Linked DNA regions of Macaca mulatta: region 1 is linked to region 2. The links are chromatin contacts, called in public Hi-C maps. All regions are on one chromosome and are shown on one strand. Each heading gives the region's core, a stretch centred on a gene start, on an enhancer-like site or on the middle of the called end of the contact. The rest is flanking DNA. Distances are from core to core; before and after follow the strand shown. Region 1 has its middle 23 kb from the start of TM2D3. Region 2 holds the start of SNRPA1 (small nuclear ribonucleoprotein polypeptide A').

Region 1 (5,073 bases), core at 843-3,342, 330 kb before region 2:
GATAGCTGCTTTAAAAATCTTGTCAGATAATCCCAACATCTGACTCATCTCAATGTTGGCACCTTTTGATCATCTTTTCTCAATCAAGTTGTGAATGTCCTGGTTCTTGGTATATGGATTTTTTATTGTATCCTGGACATTTTGGATATTATTTTGTAAGAACTAATTGTTTTTCTTTTAAGTTCTTCTTCTTTTTGGGTATAGTCTGCAGGTCCAGGTGGGGGTTCATGTTCAGCTCACTGTTGGACTTCCTTGACATCACCCTGAAAAAAGTGGAGTGCTGAATTACACTGTGTTGTTGCAGATGGGTGTCACCTAACCACAGCAGTCCTTGAAGAAGAAAGATGGTCTGATAGGAACTGCTTATTTAGGAACACATTGCAAAATCTGTGGGTGTCCTGTGGGATCTGAGGGCCTCACTCCTACAACTGCAAGGAATTGAATTCTTCTAACAACAAGATGAGGTTGGAAGAACACTCCAAGATCCAGAAAGGAACACAGTCCCACCAACACCTGTGTTGTAACCTGGTGAGACCCTGAAACAGAGAACCCAGCTAAGCCATGCCCAAAATACTCATCCACTGTGTTGTTTCAAGCTTCCATGTTTCTGGTAATTTGTTATAAAGCAATAGGAAAGTAATATATCCTTTCTGTGGCTCATCTTCATTCCAAACATTCCACATTTCCTTCTGTTATCATTTCTTTTCTGTCTGAAGAACTTCCTTTTGCAAAAAAATTTTTAAGGCAGTTCTGCTGGTAACATATTTTCTTAGATTTTCTTCATCTGAGAATACCTTTATTTCATCCTCATACTTGAAAGTTAGTTTTGCCGAACATAGAATTCTGGGTGACAGTTTTTCTTTTTCTTTCAGCACTTGAAAAGTGTTATGACACATCCTTCTGGCCTTCATGATTTCTGCTGAGAAATATGCTGTCATTTGAATAGTTTTAATGCTGTAGGTAATAATCATTGTTTTCTGGCTGTTTCCAAAAGTTTTAAATTTATCTTTAGTTTTCAGATATTTGATTATTATGTATTCGGGCATGGATTTCTTTGGATTTATCCTGCTTGGAGTTTGCTTAATCTCTTGAATTTGTCAACTTATGTCTTTTGCCCAATTTGGGAAATTTTCAATCATTTTTTCTTCAAATATTTTTGGGCACCACACTCTCTTTTCCCATTGAGTCTCTGATCACATTAATTTTAGATTTTTTTGTTGTTGTTATTGTCCCACGTGTTTGTGAGATTCTATTCATTTTAAAGTCTTATTTTCTCCTTATTTAGACTGGATAATTTGTATTGATCTAGCTTCAGATTCATTGATTCTAATGTCATCTCCATCTGCTATTCAACCCATTCAGTGACAGTTTCTTTTTCTTCACATATTTTATTTTTCATTTCTGAATTTTGTGGTAAGTTTTCTTTTCCTTTGTTTAAAGTTTCTATTTTTTCTTTTTTTTTTTTTTTTTTTTTTCTCCCACAGTGTTACTATTTACTTTTTGGAGCATTTTTCTGCTGGTTCCTTAAAACCTTTGTCAGACAATTATAGTATCTGTATTATTTTGGTGTTACTGTCTGTTGGTTGCCTTTTTGCATTCAAATTGAGATGTCCTTGGTCATAGTATGATGAGTAATTGCGGATTGTAACTAGGACATTCTGAGTGTTGTGTGATGAAGTTCTGGTTTCTATTTAAATCTTCTTTCAGCAGGCAGTCAACCTGTTTAGGTTCAGAATGCATGTTCTGGTACACTTTTGTAGGCTGTGATTGAAATGTCAATTTAGTTTGCTACCCTGGTCTTCCCAGCTTATGTGTTGCCCAGAGGCCAATGTGAAATGATAGCAGTATTTGACACTGCAGCTCAGTTCTCCAATCTTTTAATGTGTTGATTCTTATTAGGCATGCATAGGCTGTTTGGGGGTCTGCCCAGGAATTAATACACGGATTATCTCCTCTCTGTAATCCTACCCACCCCTGCTCTAATTAGGAGGGGAGGAGGTGCTGCCTCTTTGCTGCTGTTTGCTTCGTGCATGGTGGGGATGGTCACAGACTATGCACCAGTGGAGTGGGAGAGGAGCATCACCTCTTTGCTGACACTTGCTTAGTGCAGCAGAGGGATAGTAGAAAGGATTCACTCTACAGTCTCCACAGTGATAGACACGGAGGGAGGGGTGCCACTTCTACCCATGATAGTGTAGGATTAGAACAGTTGAAAGGGCTTCACCCTGAAGTTTGCTCAAAGTCCTGGTATAGAGGAGGAAGAGTTCTTTCTCCTTAAAGCAAGACAGAAATGGCCAAACAGATCTCCACCTACAGTCTCTGATATGGTTTGGCTGTGTCCCTACCCAAATCTCACCTTGAATTGTAGCTCCCATAATCCCCACATATCATGGGAGGGACCCAGTGGGAGATAATTGAATCATAAGGGCGGTTACCCCATGCTGCTGTTTTCCTGATAGTGAGTGAGTTCTCATGAGATCTGATGGTTTTATAAGGGGCTTTTCCCCCTTTTGCTTGGCACTTCTCCTGGATGCCACCATGTGAAGAAGGACATGTGTGCTTCCCCTTTTTCCATGACTGTAAATTTCCTGAGGCCTCCTCAGCCATGCTAAGCTGTGAGTCGGTTATACCTCTTTCCTTTATAAACTACCCAGGCTCAGGTATGTCTTTATTAGCAGCATGGGAATGACTAATTCCCATGAGAACAGAGCTAATACACTCTTCCTGACTGTATACTCCAAGTGGGGAGAAAAAAGGGTGCCTGATCATTAGGGGAGGGGCAGGGATGGTTGATAGGGCTCTGTCCTCAGTCCCTGAAGCTGCAGTGTTGCGTGGGGATGGAGGATGGTATTGCTTTTTTTGATACCATCTGTTCATCTGGAGTTGAATCTGTTCTATCTCTCAGGGTTGCCCTTTATCAATACTTTTGCCTAGAGAAAGTAAGCTTTCCTTGGAACCTTTGTTTTCTGTGCCGGTTGGTATTTCTGAGTGTGGGCCTCTCTGGTGCTCAAATGAAGATATATGGGAGGGAAATAATAACAAGGAACTCACCACCTGGCTGTTCCTCATGTCACAAAATCCCTGGCCAATTCACCTTCTGTTCTCTGCCTCTCAGTCTTCTGATGGTTGCCTTACAAATTTCATCCACAGTTTGGTTGTAAATAGTGGGACATATAAGATGGAATGTGGTTACTCCAATAAAAATGAGAGGAATCTTTTATACTTACTTCCTTTTTTTTACCATTTCTGATGCTCTTCATTTCTTTGTGTAAAACAAGCTTGTCCAACCATGTCCCATGGGCCACATGAGGGCCAGGATGGCTTTGAATGTGGCCCAACACAAATTCATAAACTTTCCTAAAACATTACGAGAATTTTTGGGATTTTTTTTAAAGTTCATTAGCTATCCTTAGGGTTAGCATATTTTATGTGTGGCCTAAGACAATTCTATCTCCAGTGTGGCCCAGGGAAGCCAAAAGATTGGACACCCCTGGTGTAGATCCGAATTTCTGTCTGCTCTCATATTGCATGCAATAAAGAGTAAGACTCCATTTTCTATGTTTGACCTTTGATAGCTTTCAAACCTCATTCCTTCTCCAATTACAGGGACCTGCATATTTCTTCTCTTGGTGTCAGCAGGAAGTTCGAACCACACAAGCCCCACCCTTTGTGCTTGAACCTTTTCCTCAGTCCCACCACCTATTCACAATACAAGTCAAATCCATTAACTCTGCTTCACTCCCACCATTTGTACTGACTTGCACCTGACCCTTTCTCTTCAGAAAGTCCCGTGGCATGAGCAAGAAACATTTCCATATCTTCTTGGTGCATATGGCCTTATCATTCTTGACATTTAAACTATTCCATTGAGGGGGGGCCCATCCCATCCTCCTCAAGGTGATCATAAAACACTCCTTCTATCTGAAGAAATTTCTTTAAATGAGTCAAGAATGAATTGTCTCAGCCTTTGTTTGTTTGAGAATGTCTTTATTTTACCTTAATTTTAAAAATATTTTTACTTAATATAGAATTCTGGGTTGCGAGATTTTTTTCCCTTTCTTTCAGCATTTTAAAAATGTCGCTCCATTATCTTTTGGCTTGCGTAGTTTCTGATCAGAAGTGTCCTGTAATTCTGATCTTTACTCTTCTGCTTGTAATGTTCCCTTTTTTCTCTGCTATATTCAAGCTTTTCTCTTCATCTTCCACTTTTTTGATGTGTACAGTTAAGTGGGATTTTTTGCTAGTGGTAGTGTTGGTGTTTTCTTTTTCCTTTCTTTTATTTTTGGTATTTCTTCTGCATAGGGTTCTCTGAGAGTCTTGGGTCTGTGGTTTAATGTCTGATACTACTTTTGGAAAATCCTTGACTATTTTCTCTTCTAATATTTCTTCCTCTTCATTCCCTCTTCTCCTTTGACTCTAATAACATATACGTTAGCCCATCTGATGATGTTCTACAGCTCTTGAGTACTCTGCTTTGCTTTTGCCATTATTTTTCCTTTGTGTTTCTCTTTGGATAATTTTTATTGACCTATTTTCAAATTTGTTGATTTTTCCAAAGTTGTATTCATTCTACTCATGTGCCTGTCAAAAGAATTCTTTATCTGTGATGTCATATATTTAATTTCTAGCATTTCTATTTTACTTTTTCTTGTAGTGTTCCTCTTGCTGGTGAAATTCCCTGTTTGTGTTTGTTGTCCTTTTTACATTAGATGCATTAACATATTTATTATAGTAATTTTAAAATCTCTAATGGTTCCAACTATCTGAGTCATTAAATCTATTTCTGTTGATTGCTTTATCTCTAGATTGTTTTATCTCTAGATTGTTTTACCTTGCTTTTTTAAGAAAATTGTAATTTTTGATTGAATGCCAGACATTGTGTGTTAACAGTACAGACTGAGGTAAATAATATTTACATATCCAAATTATTATGCCTATTATGTCTGACTTTTAGTGAACAAGGTTAAGTTGATCTAGTTAGGAGCTGAGCTGGGTTTGGGTTTACTTTGTTGCTATTGCTATCTTCAGTGCTGCTAAGACTTCAAGTTTCTGTAAATATGAAATGTTTCTATA
Region 2 (4,979 bases), core at 1,383-3,882:
AAAGAGCTCCTACAAATCATTTAAAGAAAAAAACCCAGTAGAAAAATGGGCAAAACACCTAAGCAGACACTTCATTAACGAGGTTATCCAAATGAACATAAATATATTTTTTAAAGTTCTCAACTATGTTAGTAATTAGGGAAATACAGTTAAAACCACAATTTCATACCATTACCTATGTACCAGAATGGCTAAGATTAAAAAGACAATACTAAACGTTAGCAAGGAGTTTAAGTTGGTACAACAACTTTGGAAAACTATATCCTACTTAAGCTGAACATAAGTAAACCCTATGACCCAGTAATTCCATCCCTGGGTATATATCAGTATATGCATTCACATAAAGATATATTATTGTGTTTGTAGGTACACTATTTATAATATAAAAGCTCCAGAGTGAAAATTACCCAAATGTTCAACAGCAGAATGGATAAGTAAATTGTGAAACATCCACAATTAAATACTATATTACAGTGAGAATAAATGAACTACATCTACACACAAACATAATGTTAAGCAAAAAATATGTAAGGTACCTCATTTGCATAAATACAAAACTAGGCAAAGCAAATCTATACAAGATGTCAGGATAATGGTTACCCTTGGGGCAAGGGTGGTGACTAGATGAAGACAGGAGGGGGGCTTCTGGAATGTGGCAATGTCCTGTTCTTATGAGGATGCTAGTTGCTTGGGTGTGTTCAGTTTTCACTCTTCTTTATGTATATCATACTTCAATAAAAGTTCAAGGAGAATCATCTCCAGGTGGATTGTAGAACTAAATGTGAAAGGCAAAACAATTGTCTAGTAGATCACATAGGAAAATATGATGGGGGTAAGGGAAGATTTCTTAAGGTACATGCACATGCACACACACCCAATCCACTAACCTAAAGTAAATAATTGAACTACATAAAAATTGGAAACTTCTCAGTCAGGCATGGTGGCTCATGCCTGTAATCCCAGCACTGTGGGAGTCTGAGGCAAGTAGGTCACTTGAGCTTAGGAGTTGGAGACCAGCCTGGGCCACATGTCAAAACCTCGTCTCTACAAAAAATATAAAAGTTAGGCCTCTTGGCCTGTGCATATAGCCCCGGCTATTTGGGAGGCTGAGGGGGAGGATCTCTTGAGCCTGAGAGGTCATGGCTGTAGTGAGTCCTGATGGCACCACTGCACTCTGGCCTAGGTGACAAAGCGAGACCCTGTCTTAAAAAAAAAAAAAAAAAATTCTAATCAAACAACACCATTAAGAGTGAAAAGGCAAGCCACAGCGTGTGTTCATATGCCTAATATATAAAGAAATTCCAAGAATCAATAAGAAAAAAGGCAGACAACTCCATAAGGAAAAAAATGAGCCAAGGACTCGAAAGAACACTTCACAAAGGAAGCTATCAGAATGGGCACCATACACATGAGAAAGTTCTCAGCTTCATTAGTTATTAGAGAAAAGCAAAGCAGTAGTGCAATACCACCACACACCCATCAGAATAGCTAAAGTTATAGACTTAAAATGCAAACAAGCCTGAAGCTGGAAGCCATGAAAACCCTTACACACCGCTGGAGTGTGTATATTATTTCAGCCTCTTAGTATAACTGTTGGGCATTACTTATTGATGATAGATATAATACCCTATGTCCCAGCAATTCCACTCCAGGAAAAACTCATGCAAATGTGCATCAGATCCACGTACCAGAAAATTCATAGCAGCATTACTCAGAATAGCCCTAAACAGAAAACAACTTTGATGTCCATCAACAGCAGAATAAGTAATTTATGGTATAATATATACAATGGAACTCTCTTCAGCAGCGAAAGCAAACAAACCATCTCTGTAGGCAACCTGGATGGACTCCAGACATAATATAGACTCAAAGAAACTAGGCCAAAAAAAGCATACTGCATGATTCTATTTATATCAAAAGCAAGCAAAACGAATCTGTAGTGTTGAGTTCGCGGTTGCCTTTGGGAAAGAGGAAGGCTTTCAGAATAGTGGTTTTTTGGATCTCGGTGTCGGCTAAGCAGTTGTGTTCACTCTGGTCATTAATCACGCTGTAAATTCATCATATGCACACTTTTCTGTATATCATACTTCATATGAATATTCAGAAGTCTAAAGGCCACAAGCTTAACCGCAAACCCTACCATGCCCTAGGCCAGGTTGGACTTGCGGAGCTGTGGGGTTGTCCCGGCGACCTGCCCCAGGCGGGCCACCTAGCCCGGGATCTCACACTGTAACCCGGAGCCAAGGCCCAGGCCCAGGCCCAGGACGGGTACCTGAACTCCTGGACCCTTCACTGAACCCCACGGGTCCCCGCGCCGGCTGGTGGAGGGAGAGCAGTCACAGCTTCCCGTCCCACCTCAAGGTGCGCTAATGCATGAAAAAGTTCCCCTCGGATGTTTCCACATTCGCCTTAACTTTTAAACACCAACGTCTGGAATCATAGGTTCTCCAGACTCCAAACACACCCCAGGAAAGAACCCAGAACCAGACACAGCCCCTGCGCGCCCGGCAAGACTTCCGGCAAGAACGACCCCGAAGGCGTGGCTCTTCCATTGCTTCGGCCTGGCGGGCGAGCTGCGCGCGCACTCGGGGGCTGCGATTGGTGCTGCCTGGCGGTGGGGCGCGGGGCACGCTGGGACGTCTCGCTGGCGGGAGGCCACGGGCTTTCCACGGCGCGAGGAGACGGGAGGCAGCAGGATGGTCAAGCTGACGGCGGAGCTGATCGAGCAGGCGGCGCAGTACACCAACGCGGTGCGCGACCGGGAGCTGGACCTCCGAGGTGAGTCCGAGGGCGTGGGCGGCCAGCCCCCGGGCGGCACCGCGTCGCCTTATTATCCGCGCTCTGCCGCGTGCACCGAAGGCCGGAGCTTGGCCCGCGGGCCGGTTGTCTGGGCTCCGACCGGGCTGCGCAGGGAACGCGGGGCCTGATTCTTGCCGTTGTTGCCAAATGAGCATCCCGTTAGGCTCTTGGAGCCTTCTCTTACCGCCGTGCCTCTTGACAGGCACGAGTGACTTCATTACTTCCTGGTGCATACTCGTGGGGCTCTATTAGGCCTTGCTTGGCTGTTTCGCAGTTGGCTCTGTTTGAGGGCCCGGAAGAGCGGCTCGTTAATGGTTGTAACGCTAGTGCAGGGCGAGTGATTGGTTCTTAATACTTGCCGCCAGACGATATTTTGAGCGTAGATGGGATATGTGTTCGTTGTTCCTAATGTGAGGGAGGAAACCAAGTCCCCGAACAACAGCGATTGTTTCCCCCAGTATTTTCTACTTAGTACCTTTGTCTGGCGTTTCCCCTTTATGAAGACGTTTTAAAAATTGAACTGTGTGACCCAGGTTTGCACAGCCCTGTGCTGTGTGTAAGTTGTGGAAGCGCTCGCAATTATTCAGATTCCTGTACTATTTCAACCTTAGCAAGACTTGGTAAGATATTGGGAGGGCAGCTAGCTAGTTGGCATTTCAGGAGACGACTTTAAAAAGGATGTGAAGAGCAACTTCTCTGGGGATAAGACCATGCAGCCGTAGCCTGAGATTTGTTCCCACGGGGACCTATGGCTTTGGAGCAGCATCGCTGCGGGATCTGCTTAGATTTCTTGCTGACCTTTGGGAAATCCCGTTGTGTTGTGTTGTGTGTTGTGTTCTGCTTAGATTTCTTGCTGACCTTTGGGAAATCCCGTTGTGTTGTGTTGTGTTGTGTTGTGTTGTGTTGTGTTGTGATGGAGTCTCGCTCTTTCACCCCAGCTGGCGTGCAGTGGTGTGGTCTCGCCTCACTGCAACCTCCACCTCCCCGGTTCAAGTGATTCCTGTGCCTCAAGCCTCCCGAGTTGTTGGGATTACAGGCGTGAGCCACCACGCCTGGCTGATTTTTGTATTTTTAGTAGAGACGGGGTTTCGCCATGTTAGTCAGGCTAGTCTCGAATTCCTGACCTCAGGTGATCCGCCTCCGCCGGCCTCCCAGAGTGCTGGGATTAAGACGTGAACCACTGCGCTCGGCCCCCAGTATTTTTATTTTGTTGAAATTAAGTTTGTTAGAGAAAGGTTCAGTTCAAGAGCAACTCACCACTTTTTTTTTTTTTTTTTTTTTTTTTTGAGACGGAGTTTCGCTGTTGTTGCCCAGGCTAGAGTGCAATGGCGCGATGTCAGCTCACTGCAACCTCTGCCTCCCGGGTTCAAGCGATTCTCCTGCCTCAACCTCCCGAGTAGCTGGGATTACAGGCCTGCGCCATCACGCCCGGCTAATTTTGTATTTTTAGTAAAGACAGGGTTTCTCCATGTTGGTCAGGGTGGTCTCGAACTCCCGACCTCAGGTGATCCGTCCTCCGCGGTCTCCCAAAGTGCTGGGATTACAGGCTTGAGCCATTGCGCCCGGCCCAACTCACCACTTTTGATGATCTCTGCCATTTCTCTTTATGGAGTACGTGCAATATTGAGAATACATATTTTGATGCAATACGTGTAGTATAGCTCTGAATTGTGCCCTTTAACTTTGGGTGAATTCTTTTTTAGTAGACCTTGCTTCTTCAGAATATTTCTTTTCTTATAGTGCCTAACACAGTAATTATGCTCAAATTGGACAAATTAACATTTGAGTGTTCACAGGTTTATTACTCTATGTAAACCATTGAGTTCTTCAACTCTAAATTGTAGCTGGGGGAGGGGAGGGAGAACTGTCATATCTTGAGGCTGTTCTGATGGGTTCTAAGAATCTGGCCCGTGGAGATGCAAGAGTGGAGAACTGTTATCCACAATGTTTGAACGCTGTTTGGGCACTGAGACTAAGCAGCTCAAAGTGTAAATTCCTGTTGTGCGGATTCCGCTTAACTAGCCCAAATGACTTAGAACAGTGTGAGGCACCTTGTAAATGTTCTTATAAATGTTAGCTACCTATATCACCCATTATTATTGTTCTTGTCCTTGTTGTCATTAGATTGTAAGCTTCATGGCACTGGGTACTTGAGACTCGTTCAGCATTTTCTCTCTAGT

Evidence for each region. Hi-C and Micro-C count contacts between places; a contact is called where the count stands out from the background.
Region 1: a contact with region 2 is called in a Hi-C map of fibroblasts, with 3 times the contacts expected there. The contact joins the enhancer-like site here to the promoter of SNRPA1 in region 2. A contact is called at or near these places in 10 of 14 Hi-C or Micro-C datasets (CD4 T cells, blood, cortical neurons and 6 more).

Annotation. Positions count from the first base shown.
Region 1 is chr7:91,985,745-91,990,817 of T2T-MMU8v2.0, reverse strand. No RefSeq gene overlaps it. Among named protein-coding and RNA genes, the nearest start is that of TM2D3, 23 kb to the left of the region's middle. Within about 2 kb of position 2,092, at least 4 of the 40 cell types and tissues checked have an H3K27ac peak or open chromatin away from gene starts, as enhancers often do.
Region 2 is chr7:91,654,500-91,659,478 of T2T-MMU8v2.0, reverse strand. SNRPA1 (small nuclear ribonucleoprotein polypeptide A') reads left to right here and starts at 2,632. Exons shown (of 9, transcript NM_001260907.2): 1 at 2,632-2,778. The coding sequence starts at 2,697.